7 separate regions of the Mus musculus genome follow, and regions 1, 2, 3, 4, 6 and 7 are each linked to region 5. Evidence: chromatin contacts called from public HiChIP or PLAC-seq, Micro-C and promoter capture Hi-C data. All regions are on one chromosome and are shown on one strand. The core of a region is the stretch at or near the end of the contact, and the rest is flanking DNA. Distances in the headings are between cores, read along the strand shown.

Region 1 (3,834 bases), core at 184-2,683, 770 kb after region 5:
GTTTCCATACCCCAGGCTAGCGTGCAGCCCTAGAATGGCAAGGGGAGAAGTGAGGCTGTGTTGACCTGTGATGACAAAATGCTGATTGTCTGGAACTGAAACTTTAGAGTTTCACATTTGTTCTACCTGCCAGAGCTTTTGCATCCAATAGCATTTTATGAGAGAGTCCGAGAGGGGAAAGCAGCACACATACACGTGTGTGTGTGTGTGTGTGTGTGTGTGTGTGTGTGTGTGTGTGCGCGTGTGCGTGTGCGTGCGCATGCACATGCACAAAGAAAATTTCCTCACAAAACAAAAACAGTATTTTCAGAATTTACTCTGCTTTCAGACTATTTCCATCAAGCTTCTTATTCATTTTGACTTATTTCCATCTATAAGCAGACTAACGCTTCTTTCTGCTTTTATTGTTCTTCAAGAATAGGCTTTCTATTGGAGGAAAATAATGTCTCTGAGACCACCACTTTGCCCACTGCAGATCTTCATTAATCTGCAGCCACAGAGCAGGCTTTTAGCAGCGAGCACTTTTGATGGGAATTGAATTTGATATTGCATTATGGGTGTAGGGCCCCTCACAATAGACTGTGTTCTTTCTTGTGACTGAGCACAATCCGAGGGACCCAATTAAATAATTTAGTGCAATAATGGAGAACAAAAGCGCATGAGGGCTTATAGAGAGGCCTCTGCGAGTGCATTCTCCCTTTCCTGTATCATGTTAATTAATTTGCCTCAAAACTAAAAGAAAGAGTACAATGTGGAGGAGAGGAGCTCCCTACAAGATGGAGACAGTGTTTTCATACAGCTTCTACAGCAAATGGACTCTCAGGGAAATGGCAGTACACAGGTGTCTTAGGGCTGTGGTAACAAAGGCCCCAAACCTGCTGGCTTAAGATGACAGACTTGTGTATCACGGTGCAGGACTCTCGAAATCAAGGATTCGGCAGAGCTATGTTCCCTCTGGGATTGAGGGTAGAACCTCCCCCCCGCCCCCTTGCCTCACTCCAACTTCTGGTGGTGGACAGCGGTTCTCAGCACCTTGACTAGCTTCTATGCCTAGTCTCTGCCTCTGTTGTCACCTGGCATTTAACACTAACCCTAACCCTAACCCTAACTCTAACCCTAACCCTAACCCTAACTCTCTCCTACTATTCCCCTTCTATAAAAAAGATACCAGTCAGATAGAGTAAGGCTTACTTGGTCATGTCATATTTGATGTGTTAGAATGGCGGGTCGAGTCTCAATAGCACACTAGGCCAAGGCAGTTCCACATGGAAGAGGGTTTTTTGGGGAAAGAGAGAGAAGGTGGTGACAGAAAGAGAAGAGGGGGAGAGAGAGAGGGAGGGGCATTCTCCTTATTTATATGGAGAATGTCTACGCAGGGAGGTGAGCCAATTGAATGTTGGGAACATGGTGCCTGTTGCCTTGGCAACAGGTCTGCAGGTCGAAGGTCATGCTGTCACCTGTGTGATGTCATAGGTTTGGGAGGTCCTGATGCCAACAATATTAACTAGATTGCACCTGAAAAAGATCCTGTTCTCAAATAAGACTATATCCCAGGCACCGGGTTAGGACAGAAACATAGCATTGAGTGGGGACACAATGGCCAGTGATGACATTCTATGCCTTTCCACATAAAGGTGTTTTCTGGGTTGCTTCTGAATGATCCTTCAGTTAATTCAGATAGTGCTGTCCGTGCAGATGAGCAGGAGACTCTGGAGTCCCCTCAGCCCCTGACAGTAAACAGTACACCTTTACAATATGACTGTGGACAGAGAAATGCACACAGCAGTCTAAGAGTCCATTGGTTAGAAGCTGACATGGTCACACAGAGTGTGCCAGGAACCCCGGCCCTCACCTCTGACTCATCTGAGGCAGGTTCTGGCACACTAAAAGTCTTCCTTGTTCCTATAACGGCCTCTTCTGTGCTGGGAGAACCACCTGGGGATGTTTGGCTCAGGCACACTCAGGCATCACTGCTAATCACCACGGTCAACCATAGAAGCTAATCCTGGGTTTCTGGGAAACATGGAAAGTTCTCTATCTAAGGAAGGATAATGCTAAGCAGAGGAGGTTGCAGTGTTTGTTATTCAGTGTAGTTATTAGTCAGACTGCTCCAAGCAATAAGCTGGTCATGCTCTCTGTCATCTAGGACCTACGTGACATCTTCACGTACAGTTTGCCCAAGAATGTCTATTTCTAACGTTTAGGTAAATAAATTGTTATTGTGTATTAACAGCAGAAGGTAAGTCTTTTGCACACTGGCTGTGGCTTGCCAGGGAGCCCTAAGAATCCACCTGCTCCTGCCTTCCCCGAGCTGGGAGTACAGGCGGGCATCACTACACCGAGTAGCCTCTTTACATGGGGTCTAGGGATCAAGCTCCGGTTGTTAGGCTTGCAAAGGCAAGGTCTTTGCTGACTTGTTCTCTCCACAAAGTCTTACATAGCAGCTTATAGGGATAAGGTTGCAGGGCAACCATCCTTACCATCTTCAAGTTCACGGTGTAATGGCCTTGAGTTTGCTCAAGGTGTGTGTGTGTAACTGTCAACACCACCCATTCCCAGAACACCCTCACCATCCCACACAGGAACTGTTGTGATTAAACAACCCCTCCAGCCCCCTGGTCACCACCACTCTACTTTCCATCTTTGGAGAAACTGTGAAGGGGCCTGCTGTCCCCTTGGCTTGCGCAGTGGTACAAGAGAGCTTTCTCATCCCCAAGTTCCTCTGACATTTGAGTGGAGAAAGATTTTTCCCTTCCCCAGCTGGCTGTATAATTGCAGTGAGAAGCCAGGCTGGGGGTCAAGGGTGGAGGGGGCGCTCAGTAGCCTTCTGTGCTGTCTAACATGGAGGAAGTCAGGGACCTCCGCAAACTTTCACGGATGGTAGGAATTCTTGACTCAGATTCCCAAAGTGGAGAGCATTGCACTCAAGTCTGGGGAGTCAAAGTTGGGAGAGGGAAGCCTGTTGTGGCCCAGTGTGGCTTGAAGTCTTCTGTGTTTGTGGGGGAAGCTTACATCCTCTTCCACCTCTCTTGAAAATGTAAGTTAAAGAACTAGGCCTTTTTTCCCCACTTAGGAGGGTACCCCAAAGCTACCACCCAGTTCAAGAAATATTTACCTTGAAATCACTGCCCTTGAACTTGAGAAATTGGTTTAGGCCATAGCATGCCCATGGCTTCTGGTCACGTGCACAGAGGATGGCGTCAGTCTTGCTTTTGTTCCAGAGAGCTTGGAAGATTTGAACACCCTGCCAGGCCTTATCTTCTGATGGTATTTCCCAAGCAAGCAGTCATCTCCAAAATGTATCTGGGACCACACCTTTCAGACTGTGCCCCTGTGATATTCTGGTGATTCAGCAACGGAGACCCAAAGGCACCTGCAAGCTTACTTTATCCAACTCAGTTCCTATGGGCTGATGGTTCCTCTACTTACTCCAAAGCCCAAGCGTGGAATGAACCTCTATCACTTTCTCAGTCCCTTTGGATGCTTTGTAAGACACTACTATTAGCACCATCCATCCTGGCGGCTCTTTGGATCCGAAGTGCAGCACGCAGAGGCGGGAGAGAGATGAGCGCAGTGAGCGAGCACAGTTTGCTCGGGGGCTTCTTAAATGCCTCCAATAAAGCGGTGGAGTGGTAGGAGGGGCAACGCGGGCAGGAAGGAAATGGAAGCACAGTCTCCATTTCTCCATATTCGCAATTAATTCTGCCTAGAAGTATCGCTCTCCTCAGCGGCGGTTAAAGAAGGCCTTGACGGGAGCACGGCAATTTCCAGCTAAACTAGAGGATAATTAGAAATGCCCTGTAGCAGGCAAGTCGGTGCTGCGATTTATTTGCT
Region 2 (3,701 bases), core at 568-3,067, 880 kb before region 5:
AGTCACATCCACGAAGCTTACATTGTTTCTAGACCATTAGCTGCTCTCAACACCTTTGGCAACCTGCTGTTATATGTTGTGGTCAGCAATAACTTCCAGCAGGCATTCTGCTCTATAGTGAGATGCAAAGCCAGTGGGGACCTTGAACAAGGAAAGAAAGACAGTTGCTCAAACAACCCTTGAGTAATGCCATTTTCGTCAAGGCCAGAGAGATGGCTCAGTGGTAAAGCTCTTGACATGCAAATGTGAGGGTCTGAGATAGACTCTTCAGAGCCCACATAAATTGTGTGTGGTAGCAACTATCTACAATCCCAGTGCCTCTGTGGTGAGATAGATATGGAGATAGAATCCTTAAAGGCTCGAAGGCTAACTGGCCAGCTCTACACAGTGACTAGCCTCAAAGAGACCTTCTTTCCAAGGAGATAAAAGGGAAGGACCAATGCTTAAGGCTGTCCTTTGAGCTCTACATGTTCACTGTGACATGTATCAGACCTTGACATAAACAGCCACGCATCATTCACACATACATACTTATCAAATATCAGTCTTTCCATCAATCAATCAATCAATCAATCAATCAATTAACACGCCCTGATAATTTGTATATAACTTCCAAGAAATCCTGAATACCCTCTCAGTGGAGCCCACAGTAACTACTGAGTATTCAGGTCATTATGAACCAAAGCCATGGGTAAGGGCCCTTATGAGATCTTTGCAATATGTTTGTTGATATCTTTGGGTAGAGAATGGGCTACACGAGTATCAATAAAGTATATAGAAAGATTAGAAACCATGGAACTCAGAGTATTTCTGTTGCCACCAACTAATTGCCTCCACACAGAAACTAGTGCTCGTACACTAAACCCCGGACCTCCTACAGCTTTAATGCCAAGATGGGAAGGCTCAAACAAACCAGAACCAAGCAAAAGCCAAGACACAGAAATATGTGGCTGAGGCAGATCTACCGCTTTCTGCCACCAGGAAGTGAATATTTAGTGAGGATAACTCCCTGGAACTCAGATGCATGGAATCTGCGAAGATCAAAGCAAAGTATTCCAACCTGGTTCCTGTGATCATGGAAAAAGTCTCTGGCTCTCAGATTGTTGACACTGAGAAAAGGAAGTACTTGGTCCCATCTGACATCACCTTGGCTCAGTTCCTGCGATGATCAGGAAAAGCATCCAGCTGTCCTCCGAGAAGGCCACCTTCCTGATTGTGGACAGGACAGTCCCACAGTCCAGCCTAACTATGAGATAGCTTTACAAGAAGGAAAAAGAGGAAGATGGATTCTTGTATGTGGCCTACATCGGAGAGAACACTTTTGGCTTCTGAGGCCCTTGCTGGGCTAGGCTCACCCTTCCTGCTTGTGTATCTTGTAAATAACTGGCTGTTCTCAGTTACTCCGCCAGAGCCTTCACACAGACCTGCTAGTGCATTTGTAACTGGATTTATTTCTTACTATATGGGAAGGTTTTGTTTCCTTAGATTAGTAAATTATCATACAGGGGAAAAAAGAGTGTTCTTTCATGCCTAGTTTCCTGTGCTTTCAGACTTTGGGGCTTGTGTTCACTGGAATCCTAGATTATCCAAAGGCATCTTGTGCTTTCTTAATGTTTTTACAACTCATTATCTTTACAAGTTTTTCTTCCTTTATTGGTCTGAGTTTTCCTTTCAGCTCTGGCTAGCTCTTTAGACTGAAGGAATACATTAGTTCTTTAGTCAGAAGAAAGACTGTGGAAATGGCCCAGTCAGCAAAATGCCTGCTATACAAGCATGAAGGCTTGGGTCTGGTCCTTAGAACTCACACACAAAAGCCTGATGCAAAGACATGCACTTGGAACCCCAGCTCTGGGCTGGCAGGAGCAGGCAGGTCCCTGGAGGGTGAGGGCCAGCCAGCCTAGACTACTTAGTGAGCTCTAACACAAATAGAAACCCTGACTCCAAAACTGACGAACCACAGCAAGGTGGCCCTCTGGCCTGAGTTTTCAGCGTTGTAGGCCACCTTAACAATTGCTTAATTTATAAATCATATTAAGTTTTATTGGTAATTGTCAACATTTCCTGGGGAAGGAAATTGGTGAAATAGAGCTACTCGTTAGTATCATATATACATTAGGCGCTAAGTCAAATCTAACATTGTTTTGATTTTCATGGGATAGATCTCCAGGAAACACTTATTCTCTTTAGGTATTGTAATCCTTTAGTACTATAATAAAAAATAATAACTGTAGAAATTGCTAAAGTTATTCTTGGGCTATGTTGTGCTTAATTAGTAGTAAATATAAGTCAGTTGATATAAATATTTGAGGAAATGCATGGTCTAGATCTTTTAAACCTTAAAGAATGTGTTGATATGACTAATAAACTTACATACAATTACTCTCTGAATTGGTCATTTGTTCCCACGAAACTGCGTCTTATTCATTAGTGTATTGAAAACAATGGTTCGAGAGCAAAAGGAAGCTTGAAAAATCAGACGTCGAATAATGGTCGGGGCTCAGGGCTTCTTCATAGGAAAGCGATTATCAGACTCTGTGGTTCAGCACTTCGCCCTGTCTCTGGGCAGACAGAATTCGGAAATGCTAGACTGCATTTACCCTATGCCCGCTGTCAGGTGCTAGGCGTGAGCAAAGAGCCAGGACACCACTGAGGATCTGGGAAAAATGCAACCTAAGATGTGGGAGACCAAAGTGCACAGAGGATTTGGAACATCGGGGGTCCACGGACCTGCCGTGAGGAATTTGAGAGCCTGGGGGCTCTCAAACTCTTGGGCATCCAGGCGCCACTGGGTCTCTGGGAGTTGGGAATGGAGTTGGGTCTAAGAGCTGAGGAGGCTGGGACCAGCGGGATGGAAAATCTGGCTTAGATCATAAGTGATTTTTCTTACCTTAGCAGTGGTTCTCTGAGAGAGGAGAGGGGTCTTTCTGAGGGAGACTTAGATGCAGCTCTGTAGATGAAGGCAGTCTCCATGCTCCTCATGGTGGTTCTTGATGAAAGAGACAGTCCTTGGTTTCAAGCTGTTTACTGATTATTCATCGTGGAAAATGGGTGCATACCACCTCCTCAGGGTGGACCAGAGATGAAATACCGTTTGTAGGAAGGAACGTCCAGGAAGGAAAACTTACTGGCTAACTCTCGGGGTCTCTAGATCATTAGTATGGAGAACTCTTTTCTGATCTACGTGACCATAGTTCATGTTTCCATGTAGGGAGTGTGGTCATGTGACAGAAGCTTGTGCGCGCGCACGCACACACACACACACGCACACACACACGTCTATTAGGAAAATGTTTAGAGAGTTTCTTTGGTCCTCTTCTCTCCCCACCAAAGTACAGGGATATAAACATTCTTTTTTTCCTATCTGGCACAGATTGGCTGACTGTATGTTTGGCCTTATTTTGTTATTTCAGGGACCTAACTCCAACACTTAATCCCACTTCCTCCAATTTTTAACATTTTTATTACCCTGGATAATTGACCCTAGCTTCGGGGCATGCATGATTTTCCATTATCCCTGAACACCTCGCTTGATTCAGCTTTTTGTCACTCTGTTAGCTGACCTGTATCCCGCGGGGACAAGCAAACACTGATGACAGTCTGCCCTCCAAGGCCCTGCTTATTGAGCATAATCACAAAGGTCCAAGCGAAATTGAATTCAAAAAGTTGGTTTTATTTTCCAAAGTATCGGGTTCTGGACTAAT
Region 3 (4,024 bases), core at 91-2,590, 940 kb before region 5:
TTCTACATCTTCATCTGAAGGCTGCTAGCAGAATACTGGCTTCCAGGCAGCTAGGATGAGGGTCTTAAAGCCCATGTCTACAGTGACACATTTCCTCCATCAGGGCCACACCTCCTAATATTGCCAATCCTTGGGCCGGGCATATACAAACCATCACAAATTAAATAACATGCAATGTGCCGTTTCTCTTAGGTGTCAGAGATGCTGGGGTGGGGGTGGGGCGTCATTCATGATTCCTGAGGATGGGCAAGCACTTCCTTTTGAATCATCACTTTAAAGCATGCACTTTAGCAAGCTTGTGGGTATGTGTGCTGGTTGCATGTATGAATGTCTCTGCATGTGTTTATGGAAGCCAGAGGTTGACTTCTGGTGTCTCTCTTGATCTGACTCTCCCATATATATTCAATCAGGGTTTCCTACTTGAAGCAGAGCTTGCCTACTCTGCTAGCTTGGCTATCCAGCTTGCTCTAAGGATCTCCTGTCTGTGCCTCCCTAGTGTTGAGATCACATGTAGCTTGCTAGCTGCCTAGCATTTACATGGGGCCTGGGATTGGAAGTCCGGTCCTTATGCTTACACAGTGATGACTCACTGAGTTTTTTTCCCAGCCCATAATATATTTTTTAAAATAACTTTTAATTGAATCTTTAATAATTTTATTCAATGTGCCTTGATCATACTTCCCTCCTCTTCCTTCTCTCTGCTACACCCAGTCCTACCCTTTTCCTCCCTACCCACTCCTTTCCCTCTCACTCCTCCTTCTCCCTCCTTCCCTCCCACCCTCCCCCTACTTCAGACATTATCATGAAACAGATGTTTCTCATTCCTCTGGCTCTGAAAATCTTTCTGCCCTCCTTTGTTACATTGTTCCTGGTGTCTTAAGTTTTAAGTTTAAGGATTATGTCACAGATGTATTAATTGCAGATATCACTCATGGCTAACTAATCTCTGCATTTTGACCAATTGTGGGTATATGCAATAATTTCTGTCTGCTGCTGCTGCAAAAAATGCTTCTTTGGTGAGGAATGTGTTGGTTAGTTTTATGTCAACTGGACGCAAGTTATAATCATCTGAGAGGAGGGAACCTCAATTGAGAAAATTTCTCCATAATCAAGACTGTAGGGGATTTTCTTAGTTAGTGATTGATGGGGGAGAGCCCAGACCATTGTGGGTGCCCACTCTGCTGCCCTGTGTCTGATTCTGCCTCAGGATAGCGAGGGCCATTGCATACCAAGCTGGACTGGAGGGAGGGAGCTTAGCTGGGTGATGTAAGTGCAATGCCCCAGCAATGAACAGACCTGGGAACAGCTTCGGAGAAATGGTTCTATTTGTTGGAGCAGGAGAGGTATTTATGGCCCTGGAGAGGTGGTCAGGGTCTCTAGGGCAAGGTTTGTGTGGTCTTATACCATTGACCAGGGCAGAGGTGTTGAAAAAAGCTTCAACTACATAGTCAGGGACTGTAGGGTCCAGGGCAGAAAACCTTATAAGGTTAAACAAGGAGTGAAGCTGTCAAACAAGGACCTGATAGCTGTCAGGGTAATAAATTCTTGATAGTGTTGATGAGGGAACTGGCTTTACTGTGCCAGGTTGGGAGTGGGGAGGTAGCCAATTCCTGCCATCATCATGTTTGAGGTATCAAGGCAAGGGTTGAAACTCCCTCCATACTTTCTCTATAACTCTAGGCCATTAAGGTCTCACACCATTCCTGGGCTGGTGGTCCTTGGATCTATAAGAAAGCCCACCTGAGCAAGCCATGGGGAGCAAGCCAGTTAGCAGCTCTCCTCCATGGCTCTGCATCAGCTCCAAGCTTCCTGCCCTGTGTGAGTTCCTGTCCTGACTTCCTTTGATGATGGACAATGATGTGGAAGTGTAAGCCAAATATACTCTTTCCTCCCCAACTTGTTTTTGGTCAGATGTTTCCTCTAAGCAATAGAAACCCTAACTGAGATGCTACCCTCAGACTGGTAGTCCTGGGTTTTATAAGAAAGCATCCCAAGCAAGCCATGGAAGGCAAGCCAGTCAGCGCCACTACATCATCAGCAGGCTTTTTCATTAGCCCTGCCTCCAGGTTCCTGCCCTTCTTGAGGTCCTGTCATGATTTTCTTTGATGATGAACAATGATATGGAAGTAAAATCTAAAACAAACAAACAAACAAACAAACAAACCAAAACCTGAAACCCTTTCCTCTCCAAGTTGTTTTGGTCCTGGTGTTTCATCAGAGCAATGATAACTTTCAGACATTTTTTGAATTGACACTGATTCTGGGAGACTCTAAGAAATGTTGTGCCCCATCCCCACCCCCAGTTCAAGGTAGGACCTGTGGGAGTCAGTTGACTAATAGAGTTTTGGTTGAAGTCTGACTCGAATAGGACTAGTTTGTCCTTGAATGCATCCTGTGGTTATTCCCCTAATCCAAGGGTATACATCTCCCTTTAATGCTCCTATTTGGATCAGGCAGAAGATAGATATATTGTGGAGAATGAAGGTTAACTATCAAATACTTAATCAAGTAGTGACTCCAATTACAGTTATACCAGATCCGGTGTCCTTAATTCAGAAGACTAACATAGCTCCTTGTGTATGGTATGCAACTATTGATAGTAAATCAATACTTGGTATCTGTCCATAAGGACTATCAGAAGCAATTTGCTTTCAGTTGGCAAGGCCAGCAGGATATATTTACACTTTAACTCAGAATATATTAACTCTCCCGCTCTGTCATAACTTAGAGAGGACTTTGTTCATCTTTCTCTTCCACAAAATATCACATTGGTGCACTATATTGACGACATTATGCCAACTGGACCAAGTAGGCAGGAGGTAGCAACTGCTCTGAATTTGTTGGTAACATAAATGTGTTTTAGAGGATGGGAAATAAACCCAATTAAAATTCAAGGGTCCTCTGTCTCAGTGAAATTCATAGGCGTGCAGTGGTGTCGAGCAGGCAAGGCTATCTTTTCTAAGGTGAAGAATAAGTTATCGTACCTGGTCCTTCCCAACACTAAGGAAGAAGTATAGTATTTAGTGGCTCAATTTGGATTCTGAAGATAGCACATCATGAGCTGAGTATTATCTGACCTATCATGCCATAAATAGGCCATGCATAGCAGCAATCTGTTACCAAATGGAAGTAGTATGTTCATGATTGGACCAGAGCAGGTCCTGAAGGCATAAGCAAGTTACATGAAGTTGTTCAAATGCCTATGGTTTCTACTCCTGGCCACCCCTTCTGCTACCAAGTATTCACCTATAGTCCCATGGGCTATGCTGTATGATCGGTTGACTGTGGAAGAGGAGAATTAAGGACTGGTTTACTGATGGTTCTGCACACTATGCAGGCACCACCCAGAAATGGACAGTTGAAGCATTAGAACCATTTTTGGGGATACAACCTGAAAGACACTGCGGAAGAGAAATCTTCACACTGGGGCAAATACATACATTTGGTCATACATTTTGTTTGGAAGGGGAAATGGCCAGATGTGTGACTGTTCACTGATCCATGGACTATAGCCAATGGATTGGTTGGATGGTCAGGGACCTAGAAAAACTATGATTAGAGAATTTCTTTTTTTTTTTTAAAGATTTATTTATTTATTATATGTAAGTACACTGTAGCTGTCTTCAGACACACCAGAAGAGGGAGTCAGATCTCATTAGGGATGGTTGCAAGCCACCATGTGGTTGCTGGGATTTGAACTCAAGACCTTTGGAAGAACAGTCGAGTGCTCTTACCTGCTGAGCCATCTCACTAGCCCCGATTAGAGAATTTCTGTGAAAGACATTTGGGAAGAAGTGTGTCGCTAGATCTCTCCAAATGGCTGAAGGTTATGGGGATTCTTGTGTCCCATGTAAATGCTCATTAAATGACTTCAGCTGGGGAGGAGCACCACAGTCAATCGGACAGGATCCTCCATTCTGTGGAGAGTCAGCCTCTTCCTCCTGCCATATCTGTCACTGCCCAATGGGCACATGAACAAAGTGGCCATGGTGGCAGAGATGGGGGTTGTGCATGCACTTGATCA
Region 4 (3,739 bases), core at 510-3,009, 690 kb before region 5:
AGCGAGTCAGGCATGGAGCACTGGAACACTTCCTGCTGGCTTACTTTTTCTCTTCAGAGGTGGGGAAGTGACCAACATCTGCCCCCGAATAGCCAGCCTCCTTTCTTCGCCTTTCAAGTTCTTATCAGAAGCCAACACCAGATCATGAGAATCTAAATCCAATTATCAGTCTCCAGAATAAGGGAGAAAAAGCCCCGCATACCCGGTAACATTTCTTATTTGCAGGCAAAGTAATTTGTTAGATAGAAGCTTCACTCTTGTTTTTTACAGCACCAAGGTGATGCACAGATACTTGAAAAGGCCTTCTTTGAGAAAATTTGCCATAAATATTCAGGAAATCTAAACTTTTGGGGGAAAGTCATTATTAAAATATATCTATTTTTTTAAGGCTATACATTTCTTGAGTCAGATTCTACTAGCTTTTATGACACACTTGCCTAGAATTCTAATCTGAACAAACATATTTATCAGATTTTTTTCTTCTTTTGCACACACTTAGGATATGTATGGATGCCTAATTACAACCTCAGGATTTTAGCTTTTTATATACTAAGTGAAAGCCCACAGCTTTCCGCTGTATGCCCTGATCAGAGTTTGGAATAGAGGCGCTGACACATGAGAGGATGGATGCCACTGATGTGCCTTACTCTTCCGGAACAGAAAGGCAGTGACCCGCTGCCATTTCTTCCTGGAGCTTGAAATCTGTCAGAAATGTGAAATCAGAAACAGAAGGAAATGCACGCCTCAAATCCCCTTCTATAATTCTAATTTGCCTTGGCATATCGCAGTATTTAATCAATAAGAAAATATTTGGGTGAAGAGGACTCAACAAAAAAGAAGCGCGTTATTTTTAGACAATATTTTACGGGTTGGATAACTCTTAGGCCATATCAATGCCCTTATTCCCACCTGAGGGATCACTTAAAACCAGCTTATATGTCCCAGGGCAAAACCGTGGCAATAAATTCCCAGTGCTCCAGCCTTCTGAGAATTGATCGCAGATTTATCCATCTCTGCCTTTTGGTTCTGGAGCAGACTCTAAAGATCCCAGGATGACGGCGTGTGCTTGTGATCCTGCAGTACCAGAGACTTAATTAGACATCAAATGTGCACTGCCTAATGATGGCTGTTTAAATTATGTAGGCACACACTACAACTCTCAGACCCACACATGGGAAGGAAGCATGAGGTAAAAATACAGTAAATCCCCCTTTGAGACATCGGGATGTGGGGGGAAATACCTCGTCACCGCTGGCAGCCTCCCAACTCGCCCCTCTCCTCTAATAGTCTGGGCTGTTTCGTATTTCACAGTTCATTGCTGCTCTTTCTGTCTCCCCACAACCAAGTCTGCTCCACTTCGCATTTATCAATTTAATACCTTGGCTAATTTCATCCTAGAATAATGTTTCTGTTTATAGAAGTCTAGCCCCTGTGGCAGGCAGCGAATACTCAGGGGTTTCCGGGAAGCAATGTTAATGCACACTGAAGTGGTAGGAGAGGCCCTCCAATCACAGCCCAGCACCCGCTTCCACTGCCTAGTCCGCCCCAGCCTTGGGGGTGTGATTAGGATCCTGCTGTGTGCAGCTGTTCTCAGCACATCCTGGGACAGAGAAGGCAGGGGGTACCTCAGGACCAGACCCAGCGACCCCAATGAGAGGAACAACACGTAATTAATTATTTCAACTGAAGGTCAAGGGCCACTGTGTGTTATCAGGACACAACGCACTGATTGCTCAGGGCCAAGGACGCGTTCCATTCCCCTCCACAGCTTGTACCACACATGACCAAGGTGAAGCAGGATTTGATCTGCTCAACAAATTGGTGTGTTGCCGAGAGGGAAGAACTCTGGCTGATTAACGGAGGATTGATGACTGCGTATGTTCCCAGGTAGAACCATCTGGGCAGGTGTCTTTTAACTAAGATTAATAAGCATATGTCACCACACGTTACGAGAGGCACAATGGTGGAGAATCAAAAATTTCTGAGTCCAACTGTCACGCTGCCACCGAGCAAAAGAAATTTTTTCCCAGGTAAACAAAACATTGTTCCAGCTTGGCTAGAGAAAGGTGACCTAGCTGCACCCAAAATAGTTTATACCCAAGGTACATAGCTCTCCACATCTCTGGAAAAGCAGACATAAACCAGAGGCTTCTCCGCCCAGGCTAAAGTACAGGGTGTAAGATTTCCTCTCAGCCAGAAGTCCGCATGCATATGGCCCCAAGTCAACACCCAAGCTTATAAGGTTCTGTCTGCTGCCAAGCAGCAGGGCATTCGCGGGTTCTTCTCAAAGATTGGAGAATGAGGGACCAGGGGGACCTGTAATTGCCAAGGACAACTGCAGATAAGTTGAAGATCATGAAGACAAATCGGGAGTGTCTCAAAGCACGCCACAGCTTGCCCCATGATGCCAATTTAAAGTTTCTTCTACAATATGAACGTGGGCCAGCACCCTGAACTCCCAAGGAACTCTGAGCCCACATTTTGTTTTCGTGTCTTTTTTTTTTTTTTTTTTTTTTTTTTTAGTTTTTCGAGGCAGCATTTCTCTGTATAGCCCTGGCTGTCCTGGAACTCACTTTGTAGACCTGGCTGGCCTTTAACTCAGAAATCCGCCTGCCTCTTCCTCCCAAGTGCTGGGATTAAAGGCGTGTGCCACCACACCCGGCTGCATTTTGTTTTCAAATGCAGGACCAAAGTATGTTTCCTCTCTGTAACCGATGTGTGGGAATATTATTTTACATCTTTCTGGGAAACTGTGGGCAGCACCTTCTCACAATGACTGCAAAGTCCCTGGGAAACAGTATCTTGTCTACAAAAGATGATTATATTCATGTGTAAACCATATATTAAAATAATAAAAATATAAGAAATAATAATTCCATCTGTAGTCCCTGTGAAATCTTTATATCAATGAAGACAGATAGATCTCTTAACATACATCTCTATGTCTCCATGAATTGAAAACGGTCACCTCACTGGAAGCAGAATGCAAACGTGAAGTCCAGGCACAGCAGAGAGAAGACGGGACAGAGAAAGGTTTGAACAGGGCTATGTTTCCAAGCTAAAGCATATTATTTTTTCCCCCATCAGGTTGCAGTCATTAATGTGTCTCACATGAGACATAGGAAAGGTGTTATTTCCCCAGATTATATACATTTTTACTCTTTATACTTTGCCATAGTTCATTCATGTCTCGTGTTTGATGGCTTGGAATTAACCACCTGTGTGGGAGGGCTGCATCTAGGCTATCAGAGACCAGGGATAATCAACCAAGAACCGGGTCATGGGCAAAAGCTAGCTAGGTAGTAATTACATAGCATGCACTTGTCATGCCTCGCCCTGCACAGAACGGAGAGTCACTAAATATTTGTTATTGATGAAGAAGGATCGAGAATTGGCAGGGACCGAAAGACCAAAGGTCAGAAGGGCAGAAACCAGCCCAGCAAAAAGGAGCGTCCTAATGAAACAGAAGTTCGGCAAGGTTCAGTCATTTGGAGAAGCAATTGCTGTTGCAGGAGGGAGTCATCTCTCAACCTACGCAGAATCTACTGTACTCTTTCCATTACCAAACTCAGGACCTGCTGCTAGGAGTGCCCGTAGGAAAAAGGTGTCTCCCCGACAGCATCCAATAGGCCAGGAGCAAAGAGGTCGGAGAACATCTAAGCACTGACTCACGATTGACATGACCAGTAAGGGCATTCATGGTGGCTGCACCGCCCCTCAACTATAACTACATTTCTAT
Region 5 (3,494 bases), core at 75-2,574:
TCCAAGAGCCACTTAGAAGGACATTATGCTCCAGCCTCACCATTCCTGAAAAACTATGTCTGCACTCCCGGATCCCCTATTCTTTGGATTTCCACCACATAATTTAAGTTCAAGACTCGACCTCTCTCCCTCGACACCCTGGTTATTCCATAGCTGTTCTTTAGTGTCTGCTCCAAATACCTCATCACACAATGCTAGGCACTGTGCAGAATGCACATCAGGATGGCCGTGGACATGGCTGAAGGTGACAGGGGGTGGCAAGAAACAGTGAAGCATGGGAAAGAAACCAACTCAAGACACCCCCCCCCCCCGGTGGGTATCCAGCGGTTTCTCACCCTTCACCCAAATTCGCTGCCCACCCTTTGGAAAGCCACTGCCAAACAGCTAAGGGAGCGCGACGCGGGACTGGCGGGGTCAGGACTTGGGGGAAGGGAGTGGGGTTCAGGAAACCAACAGACGCGGGACAGTACCTGGTGTGGCTGTGGTTGCGGGGACAATCCTTCTTCTCCATGATGGCCGGCACGCAGTTGGTGAGCTCGGTCCAGTCGGCATGCAGCCCGCAGCTCCAGCCGGTGGAGAAGCGGGAGAAGAGCCAGGTCTCCTTCTTGCCCGGCCGGTGGCAGGTGCACTTTTTCTGGCCAGCTTTGCAGCTGCATGGCTGCTCCAGACGAATGTTCTTCACCAGGTGCCGGCCGAACGTGGTGCCCCCGGTCTTCTGGATGTGCAGGAACACGATCACATCCCGCCCTTTGATGTTGAAGTCCACGAAGCGGGTCAGGTCCTTGAGGGTGAAGTTGAATCGAGGCACGAACCGGGGCAGGGAGCCGTTTTCGGGCGCCTCGGGGTCCGGCTCCTCCTCTTCTTCCTCCTCCTCCTCCTCCGGGTCCCCGGGATCCTCATCCTCATCCTCGGGAGCCGCGACCCCACGAGACCCCTCGGGCGGTCCCCGGGGTGGCGGTGGCAGCTGGGGCCGCCGCTCCCACTCATCAAGGGGTGCTTGTGCCCGTCGGGCAGGACTCGGGACAGCGGGCGGGCGGGCCTCCCCGGAGCGGAGCTGCTCCCCGAAGTTGGTGCATGAGCTGGTGCAGGAAGGGGACACGTACTGGTACATGATGACCACGAAGAGGAGAGTGAGCACCGGCGTCAGCAGCCACTTGTTGAACCTTTCATCCATGGTCCCGTTCTCAGGCCGGCAGGTGAGGTGGCTGCGGCGCCAGCGGCGCGATCGGGCGCCTGCTCGGAAGTTTCGGGGACTCCGGGGCGCGGCTCGGAGCCCGCCGCTCCTCCATGCCCCTGCCGCCGAAGAGAACGGCTGTCTGGCTGCCCCGCCGCACTCCGGGGTTGGCAGAGCCGGGGCCTACGAGCGGAGCCGAGAAGACGGGCGCCGGCGCCGGCGGCTGTGGCGTGGGGCTCCTCTCGATCCCTGGGGCGCCGGGCTCCAGCCGGCTCCTCTTGTACCTGGACGCGGCGCTCTCAGGCGACACGGAGCATCCCGCCGCCGGTCGGTAGACGCTCAGGCGCTGCGGTGCGGGGTTCGTGTCCCGGACCTTCCCGGGGCAGCTGCGGTGGCGAGCACAGGAGCTGCATGAGGCTCACCAGGGCGCGGGCCAAGGGCGAAGGCTCGGCCCGGTCCCGCAGCCCCAGCCCTCCGCGTGCACCGCGCCCGGCACCTTTGCCCACGGGTCCCTGGGCGCCGAGAGCCCGCCGCAAGTTTGCAAAGCCGCCCCTCGGCGGCGGCGAGCAAGACGCCTCTGCGGAGCCGCCTCCCGGGCAAATCGCACTACTGCTCCGGGTCCGCCCGCCCAGGCGCAGGCAACGCGCACACACTCGCTCACGCGGGCTGGCACCGCCACAACCCGCCAGCCGGTGTGACAGGAGCCCTGCTACCCGCAGCAAAAAAACCTGCCCTAGGTACGGAGCATGCGCCAAAGCCTTCCTCAGCCCCGGAGGAGTTTCCAGGGGAGGAGTCCACGGCTCCGCGGGGCTCGCGGGAGGCTGCTGGGGGTGGGAATCCCTTCAGCCTGGAGCCTAGGGAGATCTGGCAGAAAGGCTACCGCGGAGCGAGAACAGGCCCCATGGAGGGCGTTGCTAGCGATGATCTGATTCCTCTAAATTGCAACATTGGCAGCTTTCTCAGTGTGAGAGTGGACAGAAACCTGGTTGGTCTTGTTTGCAGGAATAAAACACCCCTATGGCAGAAAGTCTCACGCAGACTAAACAGGCGGTTGCTTGTCCTTCCTCAGCAGGGTACATAGGTTCCAGACTTCATTTACTGCCTCCCAACACGCTCAAACTGATGCTCCAGTTTGTTCCAAGCTTCCTCAACTATGAACTTAGTAGGTCCAACACTACAACTTTATTCAACCAGCAACCATTAAAAAGCCTGCTTTATAAAGAGATTTGTGTTTGATGCGAACTCCCTTTCCATGGCTCCAAGACGCAGCCCTGCAGGATATAAGTCCTAAAATCCATTCCATTAACACAAAGTGGGCTCTTCGATGTTCAAGACTCGCCCTTTTCCCACCCCAGTAAGAAGCAACATCAGCTGCCCTCACCTGTGTTCCACAGTGAAGACCTCCTTCGTTGTCCACCGAGGTTTTCATTAAAAAACTTCTTTCGAGTGTGTACATTTTGAATTTGCCCCAGGATCCAAACTTCTTTGCTTAAATACACTTTATGGTTTTTCAGATAATGCATTGATACACCGTTCAATTCACATCAGTCTGGAGTATTTGACCCACGATGTCTAGACCAGCTAGGGCTGATTTCCAAGATAAGAGTAGCCCTGTGTTGACATTTGGGGCAATGCAGTGTGAGTCCCTGACCCAGACTAAAGGTGGCCCCAATAGTTACCAGAGCCACACAGACCCCAGTTGTGGTCTCCCACACCAGTCGCACCAGCCTACTGTCTCCTTGGGGGCACTATGCGGGACTTGTTCCTTTCTGAGAACAGTGTTGGCCTCTTCTGTCAAGTCCCCACATACAACCATCACTTCAAATCCAGATCTCCTTCTCGAACACCAAAGCTTGCTCATCAGAGGTTATTTTTATTGTTCTAGACAGGTGGAGTTCTTCCCAACAAAACATTCCCCCTCTGCTTCCACCCTGTTCTCAACTTTATGTGCAACTGCAGGACTGAGGGCTGTCTATACTGTAGAAGTCCAGGTTCCTAAGTAGGGTGCTAGATACGACGACTCCACTTCTCTAAAGCTTTTTGCACTCTTTTTTTCTCTCTCACTCAAGTTTAAATTCCTGGTAATGACACCATATGACACTCCAAAACAAGGAATTGTGCTTTTTTAAAAGCAGAACCCAGTAAAACCCAGCAATTGTTTCCTAGATGCATCGAATTGACAGGGACATTTTTTAAAGGCTGGAGATTGATTCCAGCCTTAAAATGCATGCACGGGTCCTGGGTTTCGATTTCCAGAGCTAATTATTCTTAAAGCTGGACATGATGGCCAGTGCTCCTAATCTCAGCATCTCTGCTAAGG
Region 6 (3,745 bases), core at 441-2,940, 900 kb after region 5:
ACAACTTATAGCATACATAAGCATAGATTTCAGTCATATATACAAACATTTCTATGCAATCATAATTTATTGCATGTTTATAAGATAAATTTGAAGCGCATAAATTATTTAAATTACCAACATAAATTGATTTCTTCAGCCTTCAATCTTTTTATGTCAAGATAATTTTCATTACTAGACTCAACTTTATTCAGAATTAGTGAATAACAGTTTTCATATATTGTGTTCCCATATATATGTTCTTTGTGTGACAGTGGGTAATATTTTGTCTCAAAACTATTATGCAAGTTGGTAGGTTGAAAGCTCAGAGACAGTAATTTTGTAGTTTATCATCATGAAACAGTGTATTTAATATCCTAGTCTATGTAATTACACTTGCCAGAGTCTTAGCATCGCACCACCCAGAGTCTGAATGACAGTGTCTACAAAAGTGAGGTAAAGAATTATGATTCTAGAGGAATCAGTTCAATTGTTTTAGCAACAGGAGAGCAAAAACAATACAAAATAAGCATTTACAAACATGACAGCTAAGGAAAACAGAAACCCACTTAACATGCCACTGCTGACTGGCATGTCTGTTATCACAACAAACATTTCAAAAGCCATCGCCTTCTTCAATTTAAATGAGCAACAAAACAAGCCCAATTCTTAAATAAATAGGAGTGCAAACCAATTCATGTTAATGCCCTGATTACAAATCAATGGTTCAAAGGTCCCGTGTGTGTACAAACTGGACATAAATTGCAAAAAGACATTTTAAAAAAAGCTAACCGTGTATACGAATGTGTTACTTGCAAACAGCCAAAGGAAGACAAGTAATCTGCCTGAAACACAAAGTCCCTGAGGAGGGGGGTTCCCCAGGAATATTCGGGGGTGCTATTTGATTTTTGATTGTGTATAGCGTCAATTATAATAGCTCTAACTACCAAGCAAGAAAACTGGCTCAACAGCATAAAAACTGTCAGAGTAGAACATTTTTAAAATTTTTATTTAGAGAAATGATTTATGCTTTTGATTTGAAGCAGCTTTGCCCTATCGTTGAGAGACTGCAAACGTTAAAGAAACAACACAGAGATAGCTCTGACGACCAGAATTAAAAGAAGGCAAAACAAGACAGAAGACAACTGTTTAAAAAAGCTGTGTATTCAGAAGGGGATGCGGGCTCAACCTAGGCTCATTCCTTTTCCAAAGGCTTGCCAAAAATGTTCTGTCCATCCTGGGCTACTTTCCACTCCACTACCTCTGAGTGCAACCATGAGGCAAGAAACTGCCGGAGGCGTCTGTTGCGAGTCACACCTGGCCCTCCAAGGAAAATGAGTACTTTCTTGCCATTCGGAACAGTCTCAAACACTTTCAAAGACTCTTCCCCCACTCCCACCCCCAGGCTCAACCCTCTTCCTCGCCAGTTTCTGAAGCTCTTTTCCTCTGGTGTACCGCTTTCATCCTCCCGGAAGAGCAGCCAGCAGAGCACCAGCAGCGCTGGGCAGAACAGGGGAGCCGCCGGCGACACCAAGCTCCAAACAGTGCGCAGACTCCGCGGCGCGCGGCGGACACTCCACTCGCCTAAACCTGCACTCAAAGTGAAAAAAGAGTAGGAGGAGGAGTGTTGGGAGGGGGGACGGGAGGAGGCTCCGCTGGTCCCTCCTCCCTCCTGGACTCCCCGGCTCCTCCTCCGCACTCCCAGGATATACACACACACTCACACACGGCCGCGGCTGGACATGCACACCCAGCGCCCGCTGCCGGCGCCAACACTCGCAGGTGGCGACACTCACCTGAGCCGGGCTGCAGTCGCCTCGGAAGCGGCGGAGCGAAAGCCTGGGCCCGGAGCTGGGAAAGCAGGAGCAGCCCCAGAGCAGACCTGCGATCTGAGGTGATATAGCACGTTTTCTTTAATCCCCGTCCTCCTCCAGGACCTGGATCCCTGCATCCTTCCAGCCTGCGGCGCCCGGAGTAGCCGGGACCCAGGGGCTCGCGGGCGCGGCACCCACGCGGGCGCACGCTCGGAGGCGCGCTCACCGAGAGGGGCGCGGCTGAGCCCGGGCCGGAAACTTGGGAGAAGTTAGTTGCAAGTGTCTGGCTGCTGCGACCGGAGCTGGGAGAAGGCGCCCGGGCCTGGCCGGCCGCGCCGCACCGAGCAGCCCTCCGCTTCTGGAGTGCTCCGGGAGCCCGAGACCTTCAGTGCGCCCGGGGAAGCTGGGAGCCAGCGGAGCAAGCATGGCCCCGGGGACAGCCTGCAGCAGCGAGTCGGAGAACCCGGACAGTCTCCACTGAGGCCCGGCGACTCAGGCTAACTCAAAACCTCAGCCCGCCTCCTTCCTCTCCTCTCCTGTGCCAAAGCCCGGCAGCAAGATTCTCCAGGCAGGTGCCCGGGGACAGCGTCAGCCCTCAGCAGAACTACAGGATTGGGGGTTCCATCAGCGCGCCCTGACCCCGACACAGAAGACGGGCCGCTGCAGTGTTTGTGTTTCTGTCCGCCGCCCTGCTCTGCGCGCCCCGACCCTACCCCTCCTCTTCCTCTTCGCGGCCACCCCTCCCCCACTCCCATCTGCTTCTGTCAAATGAGAAAGTCACCGGGGAGAACCCAAACACTCCAGCCGCCGAGAGCCCCCTTTGGCACTTGGCAGCACGCGGCGGCGGGCTTCTCGGCTCAACTTGGTGGATCCTCCGCCGCTCAACTTTCGGGGCTGCTTGGCTTTTAAGGCGCTGAAGACAGAGGAGAGGGGAGAGCAGAACCAGGCAGCGGCCACCTGCAGGGAGTTGGCGAGCCAAAGCAACGGGACAGAGGACAAAAAAGCAGAGGGCAGAGTGACACCGCGGAGTGGGGACACCGAGGAGAAGTTTCAGGGTCCCGGAGAGGATTTTTTCTTAGAGCTCGACCAGACAGACCAAAGCGGTCCGGGACGCAGCGCCCCGACCCAGGGCTGGTCGTCTGGTCCTCTCTTCCCGCGCGGGAACGACGCGGGGACGCACGGCCGCCCGCTGAGCCGGTTCCCTCTGGCAGCCAACATTGATTTCCTCCGGGCGGAGGCCGAGGGCCCCGGTGGCGGCGGCGGCGGGCTGCAGCCGCGGCACGGCGACAGCATGTCCAAGCCTGTGGACCACGTCAAGCGGCCCATGAACGCCTTCATGGTGTGGTCGCGGGCTCAGCGGCGGAAGATGGCCCAGGAGAACCCTAAGATGCACAACTCGGAGATCAGCAAGCGCCTGGGCGCCGAGTGGAAGCTGCTCACCGAGTCGGAGAAGCGGCCGTTCATCGACGAGGCGAAGCGCCTGCGAGCCATGCACATGAAGGAGCATCCCGACTACAAGTACCGGCCGCGGCGCAAGCCCAAGACGCTGCTCAAAAAGGACAAGTTCGCCTTCCCCGTGCCCTACGGCCTGGGCAGCGTGGCGGACGCCGAGCACCCGGCGCTCAAGGCGGGAGCCGGGCTGCACGCGGGCGCGGGCGGCGGCCTGGTCCCCGAGTCTCTGCTCGCGAACCCCGAGAAGGCGGCCGCCGCAGCTGCCGCCGCCGCCGCGCGCGTCTTCTTCCCGCAGTCTGCGGCCGCTGCCGCCGCCGCCGCTGCCGCCGCCGCCGCTGGCAGCCCCTACTCACTGCTCGACCTGGGCTCCAAGATGGCAGAGATCTCGTCGTCGTCGTCCGGCCTGCCGTACGCGTCGTCGCTGGGGTACCCCACGGCGGGTGCGGGCGCCTTCCACGGGGCGGCCGCGGCGGCTGCTGCGGCCGCGGCGGCCGCCGGAG
Region 7 (3,948 bases), core at 155-2,654, 760 kb before region 5:
TTTATTTATTTATTTATCTTATTTGTTTGCTTGTTTATTTGTTTTATGAGGCAGTGTCTTCATTCTTGCTTCAGACTTGCTGTGTAGTTGAGATGACCTTGGATTCCTGACCTCTAGACACCAAGCCTGAGCCACCACATTTTATAGTGAGGATTTCTAGATCTTTCAAAGGATGGGTTCGACATTACACCATCCTAGGATCTCCAAACCTGAACAGGAGGGCAGTAACAAAATGTTTGGTGATAAAACAGACCAGAAGAAACGCGTGTAAATATGGAAGATGGGTAGTGAAGGGTTGTTTGGGATGTGGGAAGTTCAGCAACTTCCTGCAGTGGCCACTTTCTAGAAGCAGGCTCATTAACTAGGTGTTTTGTCTTTGCCCCAGTAAGGGTGAGGAATACAAGTCACCCTTGCATTTAATGTATAGTATGAGGATACAAGAAAATCCTACAAAGTACATTTAACTTCATTTAAGAGTCATGTGGGATAGCCGGGCGTGGTGGCGCACGCCTTTAATCCCAGCACTTAGAAGGCAGAGGCAGGTGGATTTCTGATTTCGAGGCCAGCCCGGTCTACACAGTGAGTTCCAGGACAGCCAGGGCTACACAGAGAAACCCTGTCTCGAAAAAACAAAAACAAAAACAAACAAACAAAAAACCAAACCAAACCAACCAAACAAAAAACCAACCAACCAACCAACCAACCAAAGAGTCATGTGGTGTTTCCCTTGGTTATCCTTAGAAGATTAGGGATTATTAGTATTATGTTTTCGTCACAAAGGTACTTTGAGGTCAATTCTCTTGCTTTCTGAAGACATATGAATGATATATATGAATTCCTTCCTTGAGTTTCCTTAGCTTAGCAAGGTGTCAGCTAAATTTGCAAAGGAAATTTTCTTTCTCAAATAAATTAGAAGAAATCTCTAATGGAAATTCGGCTTGAGCCTTATAAGATTAAGTCTGGGGAGGTTATCGATAGATTTCATTGTGGGCACCAACCTTTGTCCCAGGACGTGTTATTAAAAAGGACCAGCCTGTAGAAGGAACTCCTTTTGATTATTCAGAGCAGCTTGATTGTTGCTGGAGATAAAATTTCTTTGTATCTGTCCTTGTCATTTTGTCGGGACAGTTCAGAATACCTGTGTTCAAGACCTGAACACTGTATGTCATATACTTTAATTTCCATCTCAGTGCAATTAAAAACATCAAAGCCACCCAGCTGGGAAGGTGAAGCATCCTTAATTTAGGAAGTCATAAATCAATCACTCTCAGCTTTTGCAGGGGGACTTTATATTCGCTGACCCAGATGATCCTACCAATGGCCCGAGGCAGGATTCCAGGCAGCACTGAAATGTGTCTGGTGATCTGAAGATAGGCGAGGACAGATGGGAACCTAAGCCGCAGCCTTGGCCTGAGGCAAAAACCACCTCCCTTGAGCTTATAAAAAGCACTTCCCACTCTGTCGCTCTTACAGGAATTGGGAAAGGGAAAGTAAAAGTGGTCTGAAATAATTTGAGCAAGAAAAAGGCTGCCTCTGTTTACTGAAATGAAAGAAGAGAAGGAATTTGCTGATAAGTTTCGAGAAGAAAAGAGGGAGGAAGATTAGGGGAAATTCATGTGGAAAGAGTCTCAGAAACGGTGGACGACAGCAGGCTAAATATTCTCTGGCTAACCATACTAGGCAGTTCTCCAAAAGGCCTGCTAGTGATCTTCCCGTCCTGTGTGCATGCCCTTGGTTGTTAGCTCCTCTGACAAGCTTCTTTGTTTGAGCTGATACAGGTGAGGTGATGGGTGCTGCTCCTGAACTTGAATTGTAAGACCGTAGCTTCCATCTGGCTAGCACTTTCTCATTGTGGTGTTCACTTTGGTGAAGGCAGCTGTGAGTGAGGCTGTGGGCTTCCCTCGGGAGAGAGACACACACAGTAAGGAACAAGAAACAGGGACTGGAGGAACAGAGGCCTTGGGTCCAATCTGCAGTGTGTTGGGTCTGCACCACACATGACATCCGCTGACCACCACTGATTGGGAAGCAGTTTCTGACTTACTAAGTGGGCAGAAGATCCTAGTCCCTGGAGGGATCTTGCATCTTTGAGGGATCATGAGAACAGTAGCATTGGGCTCAACAACACACATGTTCATTAACACACACAAGCTAAGATAAAGCTTCGATAATATGGAATGATTTTTATCACAGTCAATGATTAATGTACTAATTAGCCTGGGATGGCTTTGGAGAATATGAAACAAAGAGTCATTTGTAATGAACCAGGAAGTTATTAAACCTGGGAACTTTCTCTCATGGGAAAGATAATGGCTACTGATTCAGAACTTACTACAGTGTGAGGGCTATCAGCCGCCTTTACCAGCATGTGATGGGGACTCAGAAGCAGTACAGGAGGAAGGCAAGGGGGCGGGTGTTAAAGATGTGACCTGACTTAGAGGCTGTTGATTTAGGGTAGCTGTTCCAGTTACCCAGATGCAGTGTGGCTCATGTGATTGGTTAAGGGATATGTTGTCCTCTTGCGCGCGCCCAACTGGCCAGGAAGAACGACGCTGCAACAGGATCCTTCTGTACACGTTTATTGGGAGAGCATTGATTGCATAGGCGAAAGAAGAACAACCCCGAACAAAGAAAATTATGCTGCTTATATACCCCTCCATGTGACGTGTCAGCTCCTGATTAGCTGCTCACTCATCATCCCACTACTATGCCCCAGGATGGCCAGTGACTTGGCACGAATTTACTCTTGCACCTGCGCACATTACTTGTTTACCAGTTAGGCACAGCAGAGGCTCGTGATGGCAATTGCTCACGGCTCTCCACATTGTCCTTCCTTTTGTTGATCCTATAATGAAGTGGATTAAGAATGAGTAGAATTCCCAGTTATCAATGATATCCTGGACAATTGTGGTTAAATGTTATAGGAGTATATGTATGGCTTCCTGGGTTGCAGAGAGAGAGAGATTGTGATTTGAATTATAGGTGGCAAGTTAGCCTCCTGGCCCAATAGGATTAGAGAATGGGGCAGGCTGAAGCACATTGTAAGCCTGACTTCTACACAGACTAGCCATTGTCTACTGGACAGTTTGTTTCTTAGAAAGGATAGGTATGGAAAAATGGTATGCTGAGCTACTTTAAGAAGGACTCCACAAATGGACTTGACATTTGACCAGAGAAGGTGTGAGTTAGTTTTGGATTGCTTTGTCCTGGATCACAGCAGCAACTTAGAGAAGGAAAGATTTATTTTTGGCTCATGGCTTTATTCTATCCTTGGCTGGCTGACTCTATTGTTTCTGGGCTGTGATGGGGCAGAAGCTCATGTCAGAAAGGAGAGAGGAGCAAAGCTGCTTACACGGTGATAGCTGGGAATCAGAGACAGATACAAGATGGTGCTGAGAGACAGGTAATAGAGTTCTAGGCAGGCTGCTGTTGAACCACTTTCTACCTGCTAGTTATCCAATCAAGCTTTGAGTCTGGCAATGGATTAGCCAACTGATAGAGTAAAAGCTCTTATGATATTCTATACCCACAAAACTTCACCTCTGAACATGGCTGCATTGGGAAATAAATTTTTAACCTGTGAGCCTTTGCCTATGTGGTACCCATGGCAGAAGGGAAAGAATTGATAGAAAGTTTTGCTTTTCTCAAGGTCTTTGGGAATACCATGAGAAATGGTGAGGTCACACTGTGCTTCAGAAATAGGGGTGTATGACCATTGCTTGTGGTCACATTATAGCTCTGTGGTCACAATATAGCCCCATATCCTGAACCCGGGAACAGTTTTGTAAAGCATTTTCTCTAAGATGCCCCTCTATAAATTTCCATGTGTTATGCTTGGCTATCTGTCATGTTCATCTCCAGAGTCAGTGTTTCTGTGAACTCGGACCACTGAGGTGATTTTATTCTCCAATCGGTCTCAGGAGAGCCTGTACATTACAGTCTGTATGA

Evidence for each region. Promoter capture Hi-C pulls out the DNA fragments that hold promoters and counts their contacts. Hi-C and Micro-C count contacts between places; a contact is called where the count stands out from the background. HiChIP or PLAC-seq counts read pairs in DNA pulled down with a chosen protein or histone mark.
Region 1: a contact with region 5 is called in a promoter capture Hi-C map of stem cell-derived epiblast-like cells, with 2.7 times the contacts expected there. The contact joins the promoter of 1700044C05Rik here to the promoter of Hs6st3 in region 5. A contact is called at or near these places in 2 of 39 promoter capture datasets (liver and stem cell-derived epiblast-like cells).
Region 2: a contact with region 5 is called in an H3K4me3 HiChIP or PLAC-seq map of stem cell-derived neural progenitor cells, with 6 times the contacts expected there. The contact joins the enhancer-like site here to the promoter of Hs6st3 in region 5. A contact is called at or near these places in 12 of 39 promoter capture datasets (3T3-L1-derived adipocytes, cranial neural crest, embryonic stem cells and 9 more), 3 of 484 Hi-C or Micro-C datasets (cerebral cortex, nephron progenitors and ventral hippocampal neurons), 14 of 115 datasets of contacts at active chromatin or transcription factors (SST interneurons, craniofacial prominence, embryonic basal ganglia and 9 more) and 1 of 9 other capture datasets (embryonic stem cells).
Region 3: an H3K4me3 HiChIP or PLAC-seq map of stem cell-derived neural progenitor cells shows a contact between it and region 5, with 11 times the contacts expected there. The contact joins the enhancer-like site here to the promoter of Hs6st3 in region 5. A contact is called at or near these places in 4 of 39 promoter capture datasets (cranial neural crest, embryonic stem cells, frontonasal cranial neural crest and 1 more), 1 of 484 Hi-C or Micro-C datasets (cerebellum) and 8 of 115 datasets of contacts at active chromatin or transcription factors (T-cell acute lymphoblastic leukemia, astrocytes, embryonic forebrain and 5 more).
Region 4: an H3K4me3 HiChIP or PLAC-seq map of embryonic basal ganglia shows a contact between it and region 5, with 7 times the contacts expected there. The contact joins the enhancer-like site here to the promoter of Hs6st3 in region 5. A contact is called at or near these places in 12 of 39 promoter capture datasets (the 3T3-L1 cell line, cranial neural crest, embryonic stem cells and 6 more), 11 of 484 Hi-C or Micro-C datasets (cardiomyocytes, cerebellar granule neurons, cerebellum and 7 more), 14 of 115 datasets of contacts at active chromatin or transcription factors (T-cell acute lymphoblastic leukemia, craniofacial prominence, embryonic basal ganglia and 8 more) and 2 of 9 other capture datasets (embryonic stem cells and pancreatic islet).
Region 6: a Micro-C map of embryonic stem cells shows a contact between it and region 5, with 3 times the contacts expected there. The contact joins the promoter of Sox21 here to the promoter of Hs6st3 in region 5. A contact is called at or near these places in 1 of 39 promoter capture datasets (embryonic stem cells), 4 of 484 Hi-C or Micro-C datasets (all in embryonic stem cells) and 1 of 115 datasets of contacts at active chromatin or transcription factors (embryonic stem cells).
Region 7: a contact with region 5 is called in an H3K4me3 HiChIP or PLAC-seq map of neural tube, with 5 times the contacts expected there. The contact joins the enhancer-like site here to the promoter of Hs6st3 in region 5. A contact is called at or near these places in 8 of 39 promoter capture datasets (the 3T3-L1 cell line, 3T3-L1-derived adipocytes, the C10 cell line and 5 more), 7 of 115 datasets of contacts at active chromatin or transcription factors (craniofacial prominence, embryonic basal ganglia, embryonic forebrain and 4 more) and 1 of 9 other capture datasets (embryonic stem cells).

What each region holds. Positions count from the first base shown.
Region 1 is chr14:118,363,477-118,367,310 of GRCm38.p6, reverse strand. 1700044C05Rik (RIKEN cDNA 1700044C05 gene) reads right to left here and starts at 1,433. Exons shown (of 6, transcript NR_045624.1): 1 at 1,192-1,433; 2 at 1-29.
Region 2 is chr14:120,018,262-120,021,962 of GRCm38.p6, reverse strand. It overlaps Oxgr1 (oxoglutarate (alpha-ketoglutarate) receptor 1), which reads left to right. Exons shown (of 4, transcript NM_001001490.3): 4 at 1-2,378. The coding sequence ends at 183. It also overlaps the pseudogene Gabarapl2-ps. Among named protein-coding and RNA genes, the nearest start is that of Oxgr1, 22 kb to the left of the region's middle. Within about 2 kb of position 1,817, at least 9 of the 459 cell types and tissues checked have an H3K27ac peak or open chromatin away from gene starts, as enhancers often do. A contact at or near this core is called in stem cell-derived neural progenitor cells, where this site is marked.
Region 3 is chr14:120,071,172-120,075,195 of GRCm38.p6, reverse strand. No RefSeq gene overlaps it. Among named protein-coding and RNA genes, the nearest start is that of Oxgr1, 31 kb to the right of the region's middle. Within about 2 kb of position 1,340, at least 5 of the 459 cell types and tissues checked have an H3K27ac peak or open chromatin away from gene starts, as enhancers often do.
Region 4 is chr14:119,829,376-119,833,114 of GRCm38.p6, reverse strand. The region is part of intron 1 of Hs6st3 (heparan sulfate 6-O-sulfotransferase 3); the gene reads right to left. Among named protein-coding and RNA genes, the nearest start is that of Gm41249, 32 kb to the right of the region's middle. Within about 2 kb of position 1,759, at least 49 of the 459 cell types and tissues checked have an H3K27ac peak or open chromatin away from gene starts, as enhancers often do. A contact at or near this core is called in craniofacial prominence, embryonic basal ganglia, embryonic forebrain and 4 more, where this site is marked.
Region 5 is chr14:119,136,095-119,139,588 of GRCm38.p6, reverse strand. It overlaps Hs6st3 (heparan sulfate 6-O-sulfotransferase 3), which reads right to left and starts at 1,324. Exons shown (of 2, transcript NM_015820.3): 1 at 471-1,324. The coding sequence starts at 1,174.
Region 6 is chr14:118,234,975-118,238,719 of GRCm38.p6, reverse strand. It overlaps Sox21 (SRY (sex determining region Y)-box 21), which reads left to right and starts at 1,690. Exons shown (of 1, transcript NM_177753.3): 1 at 1,690-3,745. The coding sequence starts at 3,085. It overlaps Gm4675 (predicted gene 4675), which reads right to left and starts at 2,488. Exons shown (of 3, transcript NR_131969.1): 1 at 1,776-2,488.
Region 7 is chr14:119,893,712-119,897,659 of GRCm38.p6, reverse strand. No RefSeq gene overlaps it. Among named protein-coding and RNA genes, the nearest start is that of Gm41249, 97 kb to the right of the region's middle. Within about 2 kb of position 1,404, at least 16 of the 459 cell types and tissues checked have an H3K27ac peak or open chromatin away from gene starts, as enhancers often do. A contact at or near this core is called in neural tube, where this site is marked.